Linked DNA regions of Danio rerio: all the other regions are linked to region 2. Evidence: chromatin contacts called from public Hi-C and Micro-C data. All regions are on one chromosome and are shown on one strand. Each heading gives the region's core, a stretch centred on a gene start, on an enhancer-like site or on the middle of the called end of the contact. The rest is flanking DNA. Distances are from core to core; before and after follow the strand shown.

Region 1 (3,820 bases), core at 279-2,778, 170 kb after region 2:
TAGGTTAAACTCAGTTATTTTTACAACAAACAGGAAACAATAAATTAATAAATCTTGACTGTTTTCTGGAATAAAATAAAGGTGTTACGGAAATGACTTGGTGCATCAAAACTTTTCTTTACTCAAAAAATGATTTTAATGTATTTTAAATGTTGGTCAAGATGGGCCAAACTTATATGACACACATATTAGTTTGTAACATCTATTCTGGTCCAAACACTACATTTGACATCTGGCCCATGTCTTGCATGCCGCCTTAATGACGGTGACACCTCTGTCAAACCAGCATGCTATATGTCAGAGCTGGATGAATGCCTGCTGGGTCAGCTTTATGCAAAATCTGGGCCAGAATTCTTTGTTACCTGGACAGAGACAGTAACCTCAATTACAATGTTTTTGCTATTGCCACATTGAAATTAACGTGGGTAGAAGGGCAGACACAGTGGCACGCACTACAGGTTGTAGATCAGTTAAGTTAAAATAATCACAACTTTAAAACTTTTATGGAGTTTTTGCCTGGCGAAGCACGAAAAAAGTCGTGTAAAAAATATATTATCAGAAAGAGAATATACATAGCTAAATATATGTTTAAGGCACGTATGCCATCTAGTGGCATCATACATACTCACCACTCACATACGGCCACCAATGGAGAAAGGAGTGCATCAATAATAATAATAATAATAATAATAATAATAATAATAATAATAATAATAATAATAATAATAAGAAGAAGAATAAGAAGAAGAATAAGAATAAGAAGAAGAAGAAGAAAAAGAAGAAGAAGGGAAGAAAAGGAAAAAATAAAAAAAATAAACTTTATTTATATATATAGGTTTTATTAGTAACATGTTAGCTATAAAGGTAGGTTTCATAGGTTTTAATAGTTATAATAAAGGAAATTTATTAGTTTTAATAAAAGCTATAATGTTCCTTTAAGTCTGGTCATTTTTTACCTTCCATTGGCTTGGTAAAACCAATAAATCTTTTTGTAGCCTAATATGTCCCAAAAACACACACAGTAAAGTTCTTTTGGTTAAATTCTAATGATTGATAGGCTAGGCTATATTTGTGTGCTTTTTTGGTGATATTTGTAGTGGAAACCATTAAGAAACCATTTTGGAAAATGTATTAAAATAACATGCATACGTGCATGTAAATTAGCACATTTAGGGCCCGAAATACTGAATAGAAGCCTTATAGAAGTATTCAAACGTATGCAAGCGTGAGAAGGGTGTGTGTACTAAAACATTTGAACTGTCATGACAGAACAGTTGTGAAAAACTTTGTGCGTGATATGCTGAATGAACAAATTTTAGTCCTGCAGGACAATGCTACACTTGTGTAAATGATTAATTTTGGCAACAGTTTATCCAAGCTATGTGATTCGTGCAAAACCTCATATACAATGAAAATAAAACATAATTTAACTGAAAAGAGCTTTGAAAAACGTGTGCACAAAATATAGATTTGTGTTCCTCAACTTCCGCCAACTCCGCGATGACGTCTTATTTTGTCGCGGGCACCGAAACCAATTTGCGGATGCGTCGACTATAAATCAGCCTTCAGAGTGACACTTTCAGTAAAGTAAACAGCAAACAATACTACACAGCAGAGACAGTAAGGATGAAAGTCCGTCAATTTGTATATGTCGGAGAGTTTTTACTTCTCAATATAGCAGGTAAGATATAAACATGTACAATTCGACAACTGCTTAATTAACAATATCAGTCGCAACTTATCCCAGATAACAAATTACATCTGGCCCACATATGGCCCACATCCCCCATTTTCTTCTGGCCCACATACCGCGCGGAATGACGGCGATGACTCAACCTGATTGTGGCTGACATAAGGATCCAAAAGTCAGCCACAACTGAACCAGATCTGGGCCATATCTCAGAAAAAGCATGGTCCATATCTGGGCCAGATGTGGCCCATACATTTTCTTAGATCTGGCCCAGCTACGGCCCATGCACATTCTCAAATCTGGCCCAGCTGCGGCCCATGCACTTTCTCAGATCTGGCCCACATACAGCCCATGCAGTTTCTCAGATCTGGCCCAGATGCGGCCCATGCAATTGCACAGATCTGGCCCAGATCTGATTCAGTTGCGGCTGACTTTTGGGTTAGATGTGGCTCACATCTACATTTGGTAGCTATATAAATCACATTAAAAGGAATGCTTAGTTTAAATTGCTTTATTTAAAAAAAAATGCTTTAAAGGAAGCATATAAATTGATAAATACAAATATATAATTTATATAAATTATATAAATAGATGCATACAACAAAAACAACAACAGATTGATCAATGCAATACAAAGAAATATATGAATTAGATAAATGCATACAGAATTATCACAAATTAAATGCAAATAAATATATATAAAAGTTAAAATTAGGTAAGTGGATATACAGAATAAGAAGAACATTCAAACACAAATGTATATACAAATTAGATAAATAGATACAGAATTAACACAGAAAATATATATATTATTTTATAAAATGCATATTAATTAAATTAACAAATATTTTATAACCATATAAACAGAACCAATAATTAAAAAGATATATAAAGGGCAATCCAAAAACAAGATCAGAGGCGAGGCAAGGGTCAAATAAACAAATGATAATTACAGAAACAAGATAAACAAGTATGAGTAGACAGAACAAACACAGAAATCACATATTTAACAAAAACACATTATTTAAATAATTACAACTAAATATTTATTAGCATCTACCCAGAACCAAAAAATAAATAAATAAATAAATAAATAAAATAAACTGAAAATCCAACAGGGCAGTTAAAGAGTGAGGTCAGGGGCGAGCAAGGGTCAAAGCCAAAAAAAAAAACAGTCCAATGCAAAACATCCTGAAAATCGGAGAAGACAACAATTAAAAGGTGCTGTTTGCAGAGTACATACAGGCACAACTTGATTAAAATTAAGGACTTTTAAGCACTTTAAACACCTATTTTTATTTTTAAGACTGACAAGCAACGTATTGAACACCTGAAATGTATTTTCAGCAATACATAAAAACATCCCATAGGAACTACCTATCGATTTATAAAAAATAAAAAATAATATTAATATAATATTTCATAGTATTAAACCTATTTTAAATGTGCTAGTAAAATTGTTTTTTTTATGTATTCGTAGATGGAAAGAGAACTGAAAATTAAATTACATTAAATTAAAGGACTAGAAATACTATTATATTGCTAAAATAAAACAAATTTGAGTAAATAATACTAATACAGAGTAAAAGTACATGGTACTATTTTAGTTAGTTACATTTGGAAAAACAATCGGATTTTCATTACGGACCTTTTTTAAGTGTAAACTTGTTTAAATGGTTTAATTGTTTAATTACAAGACTACATAAAAAGGAATTTGCACTAACAAAGGAAGTTTATTTTAAGGAAATATATTTTCAAGCTTTGGAAGGTTTTACGTATATGATGAAAAGATGTAAAAATTTAAAATGTTGCCTTTTATTTACACATTTTACACGTTTTTTCTTGTTTGCTCATTCTGTGTCTGCCTTTACAATCTGGCAAATGTGTTGCTTAAATAACTTTTATAGTACTTGGATTTTTTTTTTACATAATTATAAACAAATGACTTTACAAAAAAATATATTTTAAAAATAATAAAACAAATGATTCCATTTGAGGTATTTGAAATTTTTTTTTTTTTTACATTTTCTACATTTTTCAAAGCAGTGTTTTAAGAGCCTTATTGTTTATTTTGATAAATGTAACAACAGTAGGGCTGCTCGATTTTGGGAAAAATCATAAGCATGATTA
Region 2 (3,455 bases), core at 478-2,977:
TACTTAGTTTTTTGTGTGTAATTTTAATGTTGTTTATTCATTCATTTTTCTTTTGCTTAGTCCCTTTATTCATCAGGGGTCGCCACAGCAGAATGAACCGCCAACTTATCCAGCATATGTTATACATAATCGATGCCCTTCCAGCTGCAACCCAGTACCGGAAAACACCCATACTCACTCATTCACACACATACACTATGGTTCATTTTAGCTTAATTAATTAACCTAAACCAGAGCCAAACTCCACAGAGAAACGCCAACTGACCCAGCCAGGACTAGAACCAGCAATCTGGTGCAATGTGGACAGTGCTAACCACTGAGCCACCATGTCAGCCTTTAATGTTGTTATAAAAAAATAATAATACACTTAAGAATTAAAGTACTCCAGCAATAGTGATTTTACCTTTTTTGAAATGTATTAAATCATAATAATAATAATTATTATTATTATTAAACCATATCAGTAAAAAAATCAGAATAGTGAAAACTTTAGAATACTAAAAAACTTTAGAATAGTGACGTTGTATTATACTGATGTTTCTTTGTTGATTGGTTAAATTTTTTAAATCTATTTTAATCTATTTTTTTATCTATTTTAATCTAGAAAATATAATAATTATAATAATGGCTCAGTGGTTAGCAGTCACCTCACAGCAAGAAGGTTGCTGCTTCAAGTCCATTCGAGTTGGCATTTCTGTGTTGAGTTTGCATGTTCTCCCCATGTTGGTGTGGGTTTCCTCCGGGTGCTCCAGTTTCCCCCACAGTCCAAAGACATGCGGTACAGGTGAATTGAATAAACTAAATTGGCTGTCGTGTCTGTGTGTGAATGAGTGGGTATGGGTGTTTCCCAGTGTCAAGTTGGCGGTTCATTCCGCTGTAAGGAAAATGATTGAATGGATGAAAAATGAATGCATGCTCCATTTAAATGGCTTGATTGACTTCAACAGAAAGTTGCTTCAGATCAATGGTCTCAAACTCAATTCCTGGAGGGCTGCAGCTCTGACAGTTTTGCTCCAACCCTAATCAAACACAGCTGATGCAAATAATCAAGGTGTTCAAAACTACTAGAGACTATTATGCAAGTGTGAGATGGAAGTGGTTGAAGTCGAGCTATGCAGAGCTGCGGCCCACCAGTAACTGAGTTTGAGGCTATTGCTTCAGGAGATACTCAATTTTTAATTGCCAATTTTTTTAAAGTAAAACTGTGTTGCCTTAAAAAGATTTGGAGGATCATTTATGACTAATATATTCTTCTTTTTTTATATTAATCTAATTGAGTGTGTGAAGAATGTGGTTTAAGGGTATGTCGTGTCCTCACACCAAGAAAATGGTCTGGTGGATGTAAAGGAATGACGTCATGGATTCCGGTCTGAAATAAGGGGCGACGTCTTTAATATTAAGCGTTTACGCAAAAAAAAAAAAAAAAATGTAAACAAGATGCTACATCCTATGATCTACTTTATAAAATATATAATAATTAAAATTAAATTTAAAAAGCATACTTCAAAATATACATTATGGCAGCTTTACTCACGTATGTGACGAAATATTGTATACCGAAAACATGGTTGATTCGGTGTTTGCAAAAAAAAGCTACCTGCAGACGGTGATGAGATTCTTGCGCTCCACGCCGATGTTTCTAGAAGAGGTTTTTTTCGACGTTAGACCCATAGCCATCGCGGTCTGGAGACAGCCTGACTTTCTTCACTCGGCCGAGGCTGCATTATCACCGTCACCGAGCCACCAGCTTCCCGGCGCGGATCAAACCCCTCCCTCCTTCCGCCTGCATGTGGGCCCACAATCTTGCTGAAGAAACCGTGAGGTAAAAAATACATTTTACAAAACACATTTTACAGCTTTTAAATATGATTACATATGATGAGTGCACATTATTATTTAATTACTTTAAGTGCGGAAAAAAACTAAGAATTAACGTCACTGAAAAATAATGGTAGTGAATGCTGTAGGCTAGGATATATCTATGTAAGTTTGAGGGGGAAAATAACTGCTCTGTTTGTGAATGCATTTTAAAATGCAATTCAACACAGATTCACGGAATTGATTTTCCATTGGATCTAGAAATATGTTTAATGGGCATTTATACGAATTCTAACCACCAGCATAATCATGCTATTACTAAAATGTTCCTGACAATAGCTAAAAAATGTATTGCTTTAAAATGAGAAACAGACATTGACGTATTGGAAAGTGGATCTCAGAGGTTTGCAACTATACCATTGGAGAAGATCTTATGTTTGGAGAGGAAATGGTGAATTATTTTGAAAAGATTTGCAATCCATTTTTGAGTTAAATTAAAACAGTACCACATGATTTGATTTGACAAATAGTCCACTGGTTTATACTGTACCTCCTTCATTTTTATTCTTATTTATTTTATTTTTTTCTATTAATTTTATATACTGTGTGCATGTTTTACTTTAGTTTGTTTGCTGCTTAATTTTGATGTTCAGTTTTGATAACTTTTGCAAAAGCAAAATAAAAATATATAATAAAAAAATGCAATTCATTCCTGTGATTAACAGTTATATGCCGATTTTGATATAAACGATTATTATTGTTATTATTAATGACAAACATTTTTAATAGGAAAAAATACCTTTGGCTTTTCACGATATTCATAATCGAGCACACAATTTCAAATAACAGCATTTATATGAAATTCAATATTTATAACATTAATATTTTAATAACATTAAGCTGCTTGTTTGTTCAAAAAAGAAAAACAAATGCATTTAAAAATGGTAGGTGTACTGTATCTAGGTTTTCACAGAAAAATAAATTAGTTAACACTTTAATGTTAATTTAAAATATTGTTTTTAAAATATGAATTAGATATCAATTAAAAACAAATAATGCTTGCTGGGTGAACACTAAAATATGCTAAAAACTCAAATGAACCTCAGAAATAAAGTTGATCAATTTAAAAAACATATCTTACTATTTCTATTTTATTGTATTAGTATCTCGAAGTGGCGAGCAAATTTCATCTGAATACACTTTTCTTAAATGAAACATTAAGGCCTAACAAATGAATTATGCATTCACACAAATTCCTAAGTAGCCTTTATCAGGGAAAGCAAATGCCTGATTTTAATTGGGTATACAAACTAATTTATAAAATAATTTCTAGGATAATTGATTTTCTCTAACAAACAGTATGGATTATAATGAAGATGAAGTCAACAGCACTATTACACAGATGTGACCAGGGACGGACTGGGACAAAAATTCAGCTGGCACTATAGCCACACCATCCCACATTACCATACGTACTGTTTGTTTGACATTCTTGCCAGTTTTTGATTATGTCCGCGTAACCTTTGATTGAGTCGGCCCCTCTCGAAACTATCACCGATTGGGCCAAATGCTTATCATTTACTATTACTATTATTACCATTTTCAACGTCATCATAATATTCACATGTTGCACGAGA
Region 3 (3,584 bases), core at 795-3,294, 190 kb after region 2:
ATATTGCATTCTGTACTTTCTTTTGAACAAATGACACATTCCGGCCTCTAATCTAAAATGCCCCATCATCTGCATACAACGATTTTTCTACATTTTGTTCAACCTGACAGAAAATGTCATTTATCATTATATTGAACAACAATGGGCTGCAAACACTACCTTGAGGAGTTCCATTCTCCACTGTGTATTCATTTGAATATTCTTTTACTTTCCCTAACTTGTATCTTTCTTCCAAATAAGAAATCCATGACTCAATTATACGTTTTGCCAGTGACTCCTAAAGATTTTAATTTAATCAGCAATCTCTCCTTCCAAAGCATATAGTACACCTTTATATCAAAAAAAAATATCTATAGCTTTTTTTGGTGAACTATGCCTTTAAGCAATTAGTTGCTTTTGTATAAGCATGAGTATGGACTATAAGCAGGACTTCACATGACCAAAATGCTTTACTTCTGGATGTTTCTTCAGTTAGCAACATGGTGGCTCAGTGGCCTCACAGCAAGAAGGTCACTGGTTCGAGTCCCGGCTGGGTCAGTCGGCATTTCTGTGAGAAGTTTGCATGTTCTCCTTGTGTTGGCCTGGGTTTCCTCCGCATGCTCCGGTTTCCCCTACAGTCCAAAGACATACGGTTTAGGTGAATTGAATAAACTAAATTGACCATGGTGTATGAGTCTGAATGAGTGTTTATGGATGTTTCCCAGAACTGGGTTGCAGCTGGAAGGGTTTGGGTTACGACCCCTGATAAATAAAGGAACTAAGCCGAAGGAAAATGAATGAATGTATAAATGTTTCTGCAGTTAATGGCTTACTGGACAGACTTTGATGAAAAAAAAGACTAAAGGTCAGAGAATCCATCCGAAGTACAGACTTTGGTTTTACAGCCTTTCATTTTCAATGAATAATCTTTTTATTAAAGGTACGATCACTAAAAAATGAAAGTTTACTCACTATTGACACATCCTCAAGTGGTAATAAACTGTTATCGGTTTCTTTTCTTCTGCGGAACACAAAGAAGATAATTTGAAGAAAGCTGAAAACCTGTAACCGACATGCTTTAACCCAATGTTTCTCAACTACATTCCTAAAGGACCACCAGCTCTGTGCATTTTCCATGTGTCCTTAACCAAACACACCTGATTCAGATCATCAGCTCATTAGCAGAGACTGAAAGACCTGTAATGGGTGTGACAGAGAATGAAGACATCCAAAACTTGCAGTGTTGGTGGGCCTCCAGGAACGTGGTTGAGAAACACTGCTTTAACCTATAACCACTGACTATTGAAATCAATACCCTTATCCAAGATTCAAAATATCTTCTTTTGTGTTCAATAGAAAAAATAAATAAAGTTTTTATCATGGAGAGTGAATGGAGAGTAAATCATGTCAGAATTTTCAGTTTATCCCTTTAACTATCCCTTTAATTTAGCAAATTAGATGGTTTGTCTCTTATCTTCCCATAGAGGCAGGGTGAAAAAAGATGTGTCCATAAAGCTTTGGATACATTGGTGATTCTGTTTATTTCAGTGATTTCTGTTTATATTTTAGATTTTACATTAGTTATAGGACCACACCACAGTATTTATTTTGACAACCTTTAAAGGAGAAAATTCAACTTTGATAGTTTAAATACATTAAACTGTAGAAATACAAATTTGTAAAATAGCTGATATAGTACTGGGAGGTCATTAACCAGTTATTATACCATAATTTGCGAGACCATCCCAGATAATAAATAGTTTTAAACTACAAAAAAAAAGTCAAAGTCACTTTGTTAAAGATAATTTGTAAAAATCAGAAGTTGGAGAAGAGATCAAGATCTCATAAATTTAATTTAATTCATTTTTATTTCGATAGCGCTTTTACAATGTAGATTGTGTCAAAGCAGCTTAACATAGTAAATTGAAACAGTGTCAGCCCAGTTTTCAGTGCTGAAGTTCAGTTTAGTTCAGTTCAGTGTGGTTAAAATTTCACGGCTAAAAGTCCAAACAATAAAAAACAAATCCATCGATGCGCAGCTTCAAAAGTCCCAAACCAAGCAAGCCAGTGGTGACAGTGGCGAGGAACAAACTTCACCAATTGATGAAAGTGAAGGAAATAACCTTGAGAGAAACTAAGCTCAGTTGGGCCCGAACATTTATCCTCTGGCCAAACTTCTTGTGCAGAGCTGCAGTCTAGGCGCCAGAGGCTGAAGATGTTCATCGTGGAGAAGCTGCTGGTGTGAAGTGTTCAGGCCGGCCCACAGGATCAATGCAGAGACTCTGAGAATTTAATTCTGGTGTGTAGACTGTAAATTGAAATCGTACATTTTTGAAATCGTATCAAATGATTCATATTACACAAAAAAGTTATCAGCACTGATCAAGATCAAGTGTTTTACGATTTATTTTAAATAAAAACAATATAGTATAATGCAACTAAAGGTCTCAATGCCTTTTGATTTCATTTTCACAGTTTTTTTTAGCTGATTACAACAAACAAAGCAGAGTAAATGGTGGATAAACAGAATTCTGTCTGTTGAATGCAAGGTTTTAATTGGCTGTTTTTTTGCCAGTGTGATCTGATATTTTGATGAATGCACTGCAACTTTGTATTTAAAATGATTTTCTTAGCACTTTGTATATAAGCTAATACTTAATCTGAGGAAATTTCAGAAAGCTCAAAAGAACCAACTGCATACTAAAATGGCTAATATTCTAACTTACAGTACATTGACCCTAGATATTCAATATGTTATCGATAATGATGATGATGATAATGATGTCACGGACACCCTCAAATGAGATCAAAAGTCAAAGGAAATGTTCAGTGTACGACTGTTTGTTTTACAACATTTGATAATCAGACGCCTTGCGCTGGGTTAGAAACAGAACATCCTGGACTAAAAATATCTGCTGTTACTCTAGCACTTAAAAAAATTGATTATAAGCTTTTTAAAATGTAATACAATGTAACATATGCTGGGATTTGCTGAGGTCCTCACAAGCCACAAATATTTTTATAATACAAAATAAAATCAAGTACCTCTAACATTAACTGAATTTTTCAATAGTTCCCACCACTTCTTTTGACTAATATGTTTTCATCAGGTTTTACATTTTGAGAATGTCAACATTTTTTAATATACATTTTTTTTCTCTGATGTTTCTTTAGGTGATTCATCCAAACCTGTTTACAGTAAATATACAGCTATACTCAGAAGAAGAGTGATGTAATTCAAATGTGCTTGTTTATTATAACATAACCTCAACATTTTTTGTGAAGTGTCTAGATTAATATTTTCAAAAAGAGGCGGGTATATTAAGTGATATGAATATGAAACTCCGTAAATGAAACTGAATATATCATATAAATCATATAAAGTAAGTAGCATTATTACAGGAAGTAGTGTTGAAACAGTTTTACAGCAGGGTGTGTATAGCCTACTGATATCATTTATAGAAGGCTATAGCAGTAAAACATGATGTGCTAAAGATTAGGTGAGTGATAAAGCTCTACTTAAGTCAAAAGTGTTAGCTTCACCTGTCCTTTCTTTTCTGCATTGAAGAAAATATGAGGATGATGCTGCGTTTAGCTGTGTGTGT

What was found. A called contact is a pair of places that touch in the nucleus more often than the background predicts.
Region 1: a Micro-C map of caudal fin shows a contact between it and region 2, with 8 times the contacts expected there. The contact joins the promoter of zgc:112038 here to the promoter of rundc3aa in region 2. A contact is called at or near these places in 4 of 18 Hi-C or Micro-C datasets (caudal fin, embryo, hematopoietic stem cells and 1 more) and 1 of 4 datasets of contacts at active chromatin or transcription factors (caudal fin).
Region 3: a Hi-C map of hematopoietic stem cells shows a contact between it and region 2, with 2.3 times the contacts expected there. The contact joins the promoter of zgc:153968 here to the promoter of rundc3aa in region 2. A contact is called at or near these places in 4 of 18 Hi-C or Micro-C datasets (caudal fin, embryo and hematopoietic stem cells) and 1 of 4 datasets of contacts at active chromatin or transcription factors (caudal fin).

Annotation. Positions count from the first base shown.
Region 1 is chr3:19,933,574-19,937,393 of GRCz12tu, forward strand. It overlaps zgc:112038, which reads left to right and starts at 1,529. Exons shown (of 6, transcript NM_001020646.1): 1 at 1,529-1,681. The coding sequence starts at 1,627.
Region 2 is chr3:19,763,144-19,766,598 of GRCz12tu, forward strand. It overlaps rundc3aa (RUN domain containing 3Aa), which reads right to left and starts at 1,728. Exons shown (of 12, transcript XR_012400931.1): 1 at 1,598-1,728.
Region 3 is chr3:19,956,587-19,960,170 of GRCz12tu, forward strand. It overlaps zgc:153968, which reads left to right and starts at 2,045. Exons shown (of 7, transcript NM_001077456.2): 1 at 2,045-2,278; 2 at 3,548-3,584. The coding sequence starts at 3,559. It overlaps LOC141381181 (a long non-coding RNA gene), which reads right to left. Exons shown (of 3, transcript XR_012400934.1): 2 at 2,103-2,287; 3 at 1-611.